3 separate regions of the Danio rerio genome follow, and regions 1 and 2 are each linked to region 3. A link is a contact called in public Hi-C and HiChIP or PLAC-seq data. All regions are on one chromosome and are shown on one strand. Each heading gives the region's core, a stretch centred on a gene start, on an enhancer-like site or on the middle of the called end of the contact. The rest is flanking DNA. Distances are from core to core; before and after follow the strand shown.

Region 1 (2,782 bases), core at 65-2,564, 120 kb after region 3:
AAAAGTATTATTTAATAATGCAGCCCTGTCATTTTAAATCTTTACATTTTGCCATTATAATTTAATCTGCTGGGTTCACCAATTCCTCATCAAAAAGTTGTTACCATTTCAAATTTAATATTAAAAGTTACTAATAATATGTATTATTATACATACATTACATAGTACTAAGTACAGGTCAGTATTAGGTTGAATTTACACAAATATATCAATTACACTTAATAAGACATTTGACACAAAACATATTTGAACCCTTAAAATAGACATTTAGGTTGCATTTAATGTGTAATTTATTTAAAAATCACTTCACTAGGGTTTGATATGGCACTGATTCAAATTAGATAATGAATGCCACCCATAAAGAATATATAATTTCAGGGAAGACCAAAGAGCGCTGTAACACTTTTCATTGTTTTTTGCTTTACTAAAATAACTGTATACTTCCCTTCTTACTTAGTTGTATATACTTGATATAGTTTGTCTTCCAACTGCAGTTTCCAGTTATGGTGAACATATATGAGTTATTTTAGTTTTTAAAATAATAAAAAAACTTTTATACTTTAAAATAACTATTGTTCCCACAAACAAACACTTAAAAGAAATCCTTTACCGAGAGACGATCAGTATTGTGATCGTCCACCAGGGGAGCGGGTTAGATGAGGACATTCAATGTAACACTGACCCACTAAAAACATTCATGTTTAGTTAAAATAAAGAGTCGCACTTTATAGGACATTCAAATACTTATACAGTATCACAATATGAACATGTAACCTAGTTAGGACACAGAACAACTATAGTAGACTACATCCGCACAGTGTGAAGACAGACTGAAGACTAATGGGAAGCAGAAGTTACATCAGCAGGCAGACAAAAACCGGCAGCACGTGGAAACAAATCAAGGCAACACAAGAGACACTTTATCTTCAGTAACGTTACAGCTAAAGTAGCTGTATAAACAAACGTGTTACTTTTCGATATGAACGTTTTTTACTGACAAAGTTTAATTCTTACCCAACTGCTCTTTCATACGGTGGTCCTTCGTATTTTCTCGCATGACTTTGTAAACTGGCTGCTGTTTCAGTTGTACCGCTGGTAGAACTCGCTTCTCGAGCCCGCAGAAAAGAAACCGCGCTGATATCAGGTGTGTGTCTGTTCTCCCGGGATAAAAATTTGACACAAGTACGTGATCTTTGTATGGTTGAGTGGCTCCGGCGAGCGTGGCGAAAGGCGACAGACAGTCTCATCATGCTACTTGGCTGGAGCTGCTGACAGAGCGGAGTCTGGTCTGATGCTCAGGTGATTCTCGAGCACTACTGGAACAAGACAAGCGCGTGCTAGACACCGGCATCACGGGAGCGCGCTCACTGAAGAACTGCTGAAGAGCACTTGAGGCGTTTTTGTAATAATTGTTCACAAGTCTAAGCAAGAACACAAATGACTCATCTGACATTGGGCAACATCTTATTTTTTCGCAGCGTTTTTTCTTTTCATTTACAAATTTGTAGAATTTGTGTTTTTTTTTCATAATTTTTTTTCTTTTATATATCACAATTGCCCAATAAAGACAATAAATATTATCTTAGGGATAGTTAGATACGGACCCAAACTAAAAATTAACTGGGCATTTAGTCACCCTTAAGCGGTTCCAAAACATTGAGTTTCCTTTTTCTGTTGAACACAAAAGAAGAGTTTTAGAAAAATGTAATCATTGACTTCCATTATGAGATAGTGTTAGTGAATGGTTACAGATTTTTAACATTCCTCAAAAAATAAATAACTAAATGAACTCAAGCAGTTTTGCGACAAGTGAACGGTAAGTAAATTATGAGATTTGGGTGAATCTCTTTAAGACTCACAAACTGTAGACCATAGTTAAATTTAAGACATTTTTTATAAATGTGCCTTAGAAAAAAAAATACTGGTGTGCATCTTGACACACAAAATAAATAAAAAACTGATTTGATATTTTAAGATCAGTCAGTGCAAGTTTCTTTCAGTTAAAACAGCGCACTTTTATTTTAGTCTGGAATATTAATAGGATAGTTCATCCAAAAATTAAAGTTACGATCATTTACTCACAATCTTTATGACATAAGTTTCAAACTGGATTCCTGGAGGGCCGCAGCTCTGCAGTTTTGCTCCAATACTAATCAAACACAGCTGATCGAAATAATCAAGGTGTTCAAGACTACTAGAGACTATATTAAGCAGGTGTGAGTTGGAGGTGGTTGGAGCTATGCAGAGCCGCTGCCCTCCAGGAATTGAGTTTGAGACCATTGCTTTCTGAGTTTCTTTCTTCTGTTGAACACAAAAGAAAATATTTTGAAGAATGCTAGCTGGCTGGCACACACCGACTTACATAGTTTTAATAAATTCAATGGAAATGGATTCCAGCAACCAGCATTTTTCAAATGATCCTCTTTTGTGTTCAACAGAAGAAAGAAACTCAAATAGGTTTTGAAAAAGTGCAGGATGAGTAATGATAACACAATTATTATTTTTTCAATGATTTTTAAGCCTTGTATCTGCAGCCAGGGGATAGGTATAGGGAGTAAACTAAGTAACCCAAGTCACACTGATGATCCTCATGGCAAGAGCTGAAAGGAAGCATAGCATTAACATAAGCAGGAACAGCACTGTCTAAAATTGATGTCACCAGATAAACCTGCTCAGATCCAGCAGTCACATTCATATCATGAGCTTTGTGTTTGTTGGGTTTGCGTGAGTCTACAGTGGCCTAACTAACTATCAACAGTTTTGGATTGGTAAGATCTATTTT
Region 2 (2,806 bases), core at 177-2,676, 92 kb after region 3:
CCTTGGTACTTTTAAAGTGCAAATTATAAGGGAAAAAACAAAAACAAGTCAGATAAAAGTCTTAAAGGTACTCAAAAGGCACTAAAGTCTTAAAGTGAAGAATTATTTATTACTTGATTGTTCAAGCTACCTCACAGAAGCAACATCCTATTTCTTCCTAAAAAACCTAAACGGGACATCCCTACATAAAAATATAAGAAGAGGCAATTTTGATTTAATGCAGACTTTAACCACAAAGGAACCTCAAACTCCGAACTGATTAGTATAATGAATTTTACATTATAAAATTATTATAATAATAATTATTATATAATTGCTGGCATAAGAAACAATCAAATGATTCATCAAAAATGTAACTTAAAACTTTTCAAAATATGAATACCCATAAATTTCCCCCATAAATTCCAGTTTTGATGTTGTACATTGAGAAAGATCTCATGTCATTACTGATTCACAACAACCTCAAGAGTTAGGGAGCTGATTAAGAAGCATCCATACAATCCTTTAAAGATACATTTACTTCAAACACTCTTGTGTATTGTTAATCAAACAGTCTGAAATGCATCTGTGTACACACATACATCCTCTTGGGCTGTCATTCACTCACTTCCTCTCTCACATACACACACAAACACACATATGCACAAAGTAAAACCAAACTAATTGTACTCAGATTTTGATTTTGAAGTTCATAGTACACAATATAAAAACGTTATGCAAACTGCAGTGTTGGGATTTAGATGTTTCTATTATTTAGAAGGGTTTATGGTTACCTGTGCCTGTGGTTAGGCTAAAAATGGGCTAAAAAAAACATCTTTATGCATGCGTGTATGAGAAAATAATCTCTTTGATTACTAAGACTTATTCTATTACTAATGCATAAGCATAAATATCAGCGTGAATGTAAAACATTTAACAATTCAGGTAAACTGTAATTAAATTTGTGATAAGTTGAGAGATGCCCTTGTGCCACCCCATTCATCACAAACATGAAATTAAATAATGATTCATTAGATTTACTATTTGTTAAAGGTAAATGGTTGCAAACAATTTATATGGGTTAAATTTAAATAAGTTGAACTTAGCAAAAATTTTATTTATTTGTTTAAAATCAGCCTGTATAAACTGTTTGCAACCATTTACCTTAAAAAATGTAAATAAACTGAATAACTTTTTTGTCAGTGTGTGGTAAAAAAAAAAAAAGTCCTACTAACTTAAAATGTGCATTTACCCAATTAGTTTGAGTCAATATGTTTTTACAAATGTTTTTAAAGTAATCTGAGTGTTTAAAGTGCACACACACACACACACACACACATGCTCACACTAACACACCCCCCAATTCACAGCATGGACATTAAAGGCCACTACAAACTGAGTGTTCCCACAACCCTTTGCTGCCTGGTCCATTCTGATACGATTCCTCCTAACAAGAGAAACAGGAAACAGGCAGGAAAGGTTTCACAAAGCGTTTCTGCGTCTCTCTCTACAAACACGCAACTCCTCTGCATCTCACACGCACAAACTTACGGCCGTACACCCCAAACATCAATCACAAGTCATTAGCATGTTTAAAAGCCGTAAAGATGAAAGGCATTCCAACAATCAGGCTTTTCACCACTGTCTTCTTCTCATTTCCAGTTTGCTTGTGGTGTTCGGGGTGTGATAGTGAAAGACAGAGACACACTCCCACTGAGCCAAAACCAAAACCAGATGTGCATGCGTTACTGTACGAGTGTGTTTTTCTATGTCATGCCTCGAATATCCTATCACTTAGCCAACACTGAGAGTATCGAGTTTGGGAGTTTCCATCAAGATAGGACAGTTATGTGGGAGACAGAATAAGAAAAATAGCACAAGCAAGCGCCTGTGTAAAAGATATGGAGAGTTTGGGGTACAGGAACAGGGAAGGTCTCACCTCCAGTGTCTGCATTAGTGTGGGTTTGATAGCATCTTTCATGAGGACGGCCAAAGCCCCGGTCACACCCTGGGAGAAGCAAAAGAACAAAGAAATGTCAAGATATGTTGGTTGCAATAGTTTTTAGGTTTTATCCATATTGCTATGGTGTAACCGATAGTCTTAGAGTTAACAAATGTAAAAAAAAAAGAAAAGTTACTCGCCATTTACTCACCCTCAAATCTTTGAATTTGTTGAACACAAGAGAAGATATTTTGAAGAAAGCTGGGAACCTGTAACTATTGACATTCATAGTAAGAAAAACAAATACTATAGAAGTCAATGGTTACAGGTTTCCAACATTTTTCTAAATATCTTACTTTGTGTTTAATAAAAGAGAGAAACTCATAAAGCTTTATGGGGAAACAAATAGACTTTTTAGAGTTTACAAATGTAAAAATAAATACATAGATACAAATAAAAAGTAGAAATTAAAGGGATAGTTCGGCCAAAAATTAAAATATACTTACCATTTACTTGCCCTCAAACTTTTTTGAGTTTTTTTCTGTTTTTTTCTGTTTTTCTGTTAAGATATTTTGAAAAATGCTGAAAACCTGTAAACATTGATTTCCATAATAGGAAAAACAGAAAAACTAATTCTATGGAAGTCAATAGTTATAGGTGCCAACATTCTTCTAAATATCTTCTTTTGTGTTTAACAGAGAGAAACTCATAAAGCCTTGAAACAAGTAACGTTTTTCTTTATATATTATTGAATATTATACATTAAGTATAGATATTATTTTGTAAATGCTTAATGCAGTCAAATCACACTACCAGGTGATATATGTAAACGTCTAGTAAAATAATAAATTTTATTATAGCTAAAGCTTTTACCACAATTTATTG
Region 3 (2,861 bases), core at 360-2,859:
GCTCACCCTCAGCTGGTTCATTTTCAGCATCAACTTTAGCTTCTTCTGTAGCCTCGGGAACACCCTCTGCTGTTTCCTCAGTTTCCTTAATGTCCTCCTCCACAGGCTTTTCTTTGACATGTTCCTCATCTTTGGGCTTTTTGAAGCTTGCCTTTTTTCGGAGGTTAGAAAAGATTCCCTGAGTAAAAAATCTCTTAAAGGGACTCTGTGTCTCCTGAGAGGGTGGGCTTGTGGGCGATTCAGCTGGCACTTCTGGCTCTGGTTCTTTCTCTGATATTGTCCCTGTTTCTTCAGCAGGTTTTTCAGTTTCAATATCACTGACCTTTTCTGTCTCTGATGGTGCATCAACTACAGTTTGTTCTGCTGGTTCCTCTGCCTTCTCAGTTACTTCTTCAGCTTTGGCCTCATTTTCTGTGGTTTCTGGTGATTTTTCTTCCACAGACCTGTCCTCCTCTGCTGCAGGTTCCTCTTTCTTTTCCTCAGTGGCTGCATCAGCACCACTCTCTGCTTCCTTCACTGTCAGCAGTTGCACAGGCTCAGTCTTCTCATTCTTGTCTTTCTTCAGTGTGAATTTGAATCCAACGAAACGGAAAATCTTCTTGAAGCCCACTTCATTGGCCTCTTCTTGTTTTTCCTCTACCACCTTCTCTTCAGCAGTTGTAATCTCATCTGCATTTGCAGAATCGTCTCCCTTCTCTCCATTCATTTGAGGGGCAACCTCTTCCTGGTGCACTTCTATTGTTTCAGGGCTGTCTTCTTTTGGGGAGATGGTGTCCGTTTGACCAACTGAAATAAAACAAAAATGAAAGATTTTATTAAATTGCTTGCATAAATTTATTCACTTATACTTATGATACTTAATTGGACATCTAAAAAAAAATGAATCAAGTCGTCACCATTCGAATCATCAAGTTAACAGATTATTAAATAACATAACACTCCAAGTGTTTAAAATCGTCTGTGTGTTTGGTCTCTTGTGGATAGTCAACCCACAAAAAGAATTAGTTTAGAAAAACAGGTTTGTAATTATAATAATAAAAGCAAAATAAATGATCTAGTGAGATGATTAACTCAAGATGGAGGACTGTGTCATTTGAAGGAAATCAGAGCCACATTTCTGGAAAACCTGCAAAAAAAACATTTCCCCCCTTACAGATTTAATCAGGCATATGATGGCAATCTGATATTAAGTTTACATATTCTGGTCTCCTGCCTGTAAATGTTAACCAAAACTATAAAACGGGGGTGATGACAACAGTTAACTTAAAAGCAAACAGGGGAAATTTCCATGTAGTAAGCTTCAGCTATGCAGGATATGTTGCCAAACTTTTTGGACTATGAAACTGACCTGATTTAATAAAACACAGCAAACTCATATCGAAGGGGCTTTTTTTGATAGTATTTTACTAATATTAATCAGCATGTGAGCACAGTATCATCTGAAACTAAATGTAACTAAAAGCACAACAGGTGGATAAACAAAAAACACAAACACACACACACACACATTTATAATGTCTTAAATTCCTCCCTCGTCTATCTGTGTTTTGACAGGAGTGGGTTGGTTTTGAGGGTGTGGGTCTAGGAACAGGGAGTCATGTTCACATATAGTGTGGGCCTCCTAGAGGCCCAGTTTCCCTTTGACATCCAACCTAGCAAGAGACTGCTCACATCTGGCTCTGCTTGCTCTTGCTTTGGGGTCTGAAACCCACCCAGTGACTTTAAAAACAAATTCCAAGCATTTTTAATGCATGGATATAACATTACTTGACATCCTACACAATTGCATGACACAGGCCTAGATAACGCAAACACATTTACCAAACAAACAACTTATGATTTATAAAACGAAAAATTATAAATCATATTAAAATAATCATATTTTTATGTGACTGGTAAAGTCTTACCCCACCCTTAAAAAATTACAATGAAACAACAAAATAGAATAAACTACCAATGCTCCTAATCGTGCCATGGTCACCCAGTGGAGAATGCATTTACAATCTTACATTAGCTTATCCACCTTCAGTAAGTTTAAATTAAGATAGCTCTTCTGTGGTTTTAAAGTATGCTATAAATGTAGAGAGGCGCTAATCTAATACCACAATTCAATGTGATACTGGGGTGCAATGGCATTCCCATCCCCCTACAAAACAACAAGCCATCCCCCCCACAGACCAAACCCAATTCTAAACTTTAGCTTAGGAAGACTGTATTGTGTTGTGCTCTTTGTCTCCAAACGGGCCCCTGGTTTTTCCTGCTTTAGCTAAAAAGGGTGGGGGGCCACACTATTGTCTGTCCTGGAACCTAAACTACCATGATGAAATCCTTGCAGTAAAATGGGAAAGGGGCATTATGGGAAACAATTTAGAATGACAGATAGAAAATCTTGATGATATGGAAGACTGATTACTGGACAAGCTGTAAAACTTTTGGAAAAGTTTGGCGGTATCTTAAGGGGCAATAAAAGTTAGGTAACAATTAGAAAAATGAAACATTAAACTATAACATGATGCTGTTGCCTCACACAGCTGGAGACATGTCTGTGCAGTGTGTGTGTGTGTGTGTGTGTGTGTGTGTGTGTGTGTGTGTGTGTATTTAATTTTACTTGAGTATGAAAGACAAAATGGGTCAGGGACCATGAGTAAGCCATCAGTCGCCCTACATTTGCCTTTGTCTCAGATTGGGGAAACTCAAGCCAAGGAATTTGATAGCGTGTCTGTTGTGGCTGTTAAAGTGTAGAACTGTGGGTGGGTGGGGGCAGATGCCATCTGAAATCACAGTAGTTTGATAGCTGGGCTCTCTAGAAAGCTGGGGGAAGGGTGGATGTTTGTTGAGATGGGTCTGAGGTAATGGTCAAC

Evidence for each region. A called contact is a pair of places that touch in the nucleus more often than the background predicts. HiChIP or PLAC-seq counts read pairs in DNA pulled down with a chosen protein or histone mark.
Region 1: an H3K4me3 HiChIP or PLAC-seq map of embryo shows a contact between it and region 3, with 6 times the contacts expected there. The contact joins the promoter of mthfd1l here to the enhancer-like site in region 3. A contact is called at or near these places in 10 of 18 Hi-C or Micro-C datasets (caudal fin, embryo, fibroblasts and 2 more) and 3 of 4 datasets of contacts at active chromatin or transcription factors (caudal fin, embryo and gastrula embryo).
Region 2: a contact with region 3 is called in a Hi-C map of gastrula embryo, with 1.8 times the contacts expected there. The contact joins two enhancer-like sites. A contact is called at or near these places in 9 of 18 Hi-C or Micro-C datasets (caudal fin, embryo, fibroblasts and 2 more) and 2 of 4 datasets of contacts at active chromatin or transcription factors (caudal fin and gastrula embryo).

What each region holds. Positions count from the first base shown.
Region 1 is chr20:29,245,847-29,248,628 of GRCz12tu, forward strand. mthfd1l (methylenetetrahydrofolate dehydrogenase (NADP+ dependent) 1 like) reads right to left here and starts at 1,315. Exons shown (of 27, transcript NM_001242996.1): 1 at 1,015-1,315. The coding sequence starts at 1,250.
Region 2 is chr20:29,222,280-29,225,085 of GRCz12tu, forward strand. It overlaps mthfd1l (methylenetetrahydrofolate dehydrogenase (NADP+ dependent) 1 like), which reads right to left. Exons shown (of 27, transcript NM_001242996.1): 19 at 1,919-1,987. Among named protein-coding and RNA genes, the nearest start is that of mthfd1l, 23 kb to the right of the region's middle. Within about 2 kb of position 1,427, at least 11 of the 62 cell types and tissues checked have an H3K27ac peak or open chromatin away from gene starts, as enhancers often do. A contact at or near this core is called in gastrula embryo, where this site is marked.
Region 3 is chr20:29,130,547-29,133,407 of GRCz12tu, forward strand. It overlaps akap12b (A kinase (PRKA) anchor protein 12b), which reads right to left. Exons shown (of 4, transcript NM_001281788.1): 3 at 1-786. Among named protein-coding and RNA genes, the nearest start is that of zbtb2b, 23 kb to the left of the region's middle. Within about 2 kb of position 1,610, at least 9 of the 62 cell types and tissues checked have an H3K27ac peak or open chromatin away from gene starts, as enhancers often do. A contact at or near this core is called in gastrula embryo, where this site is marked.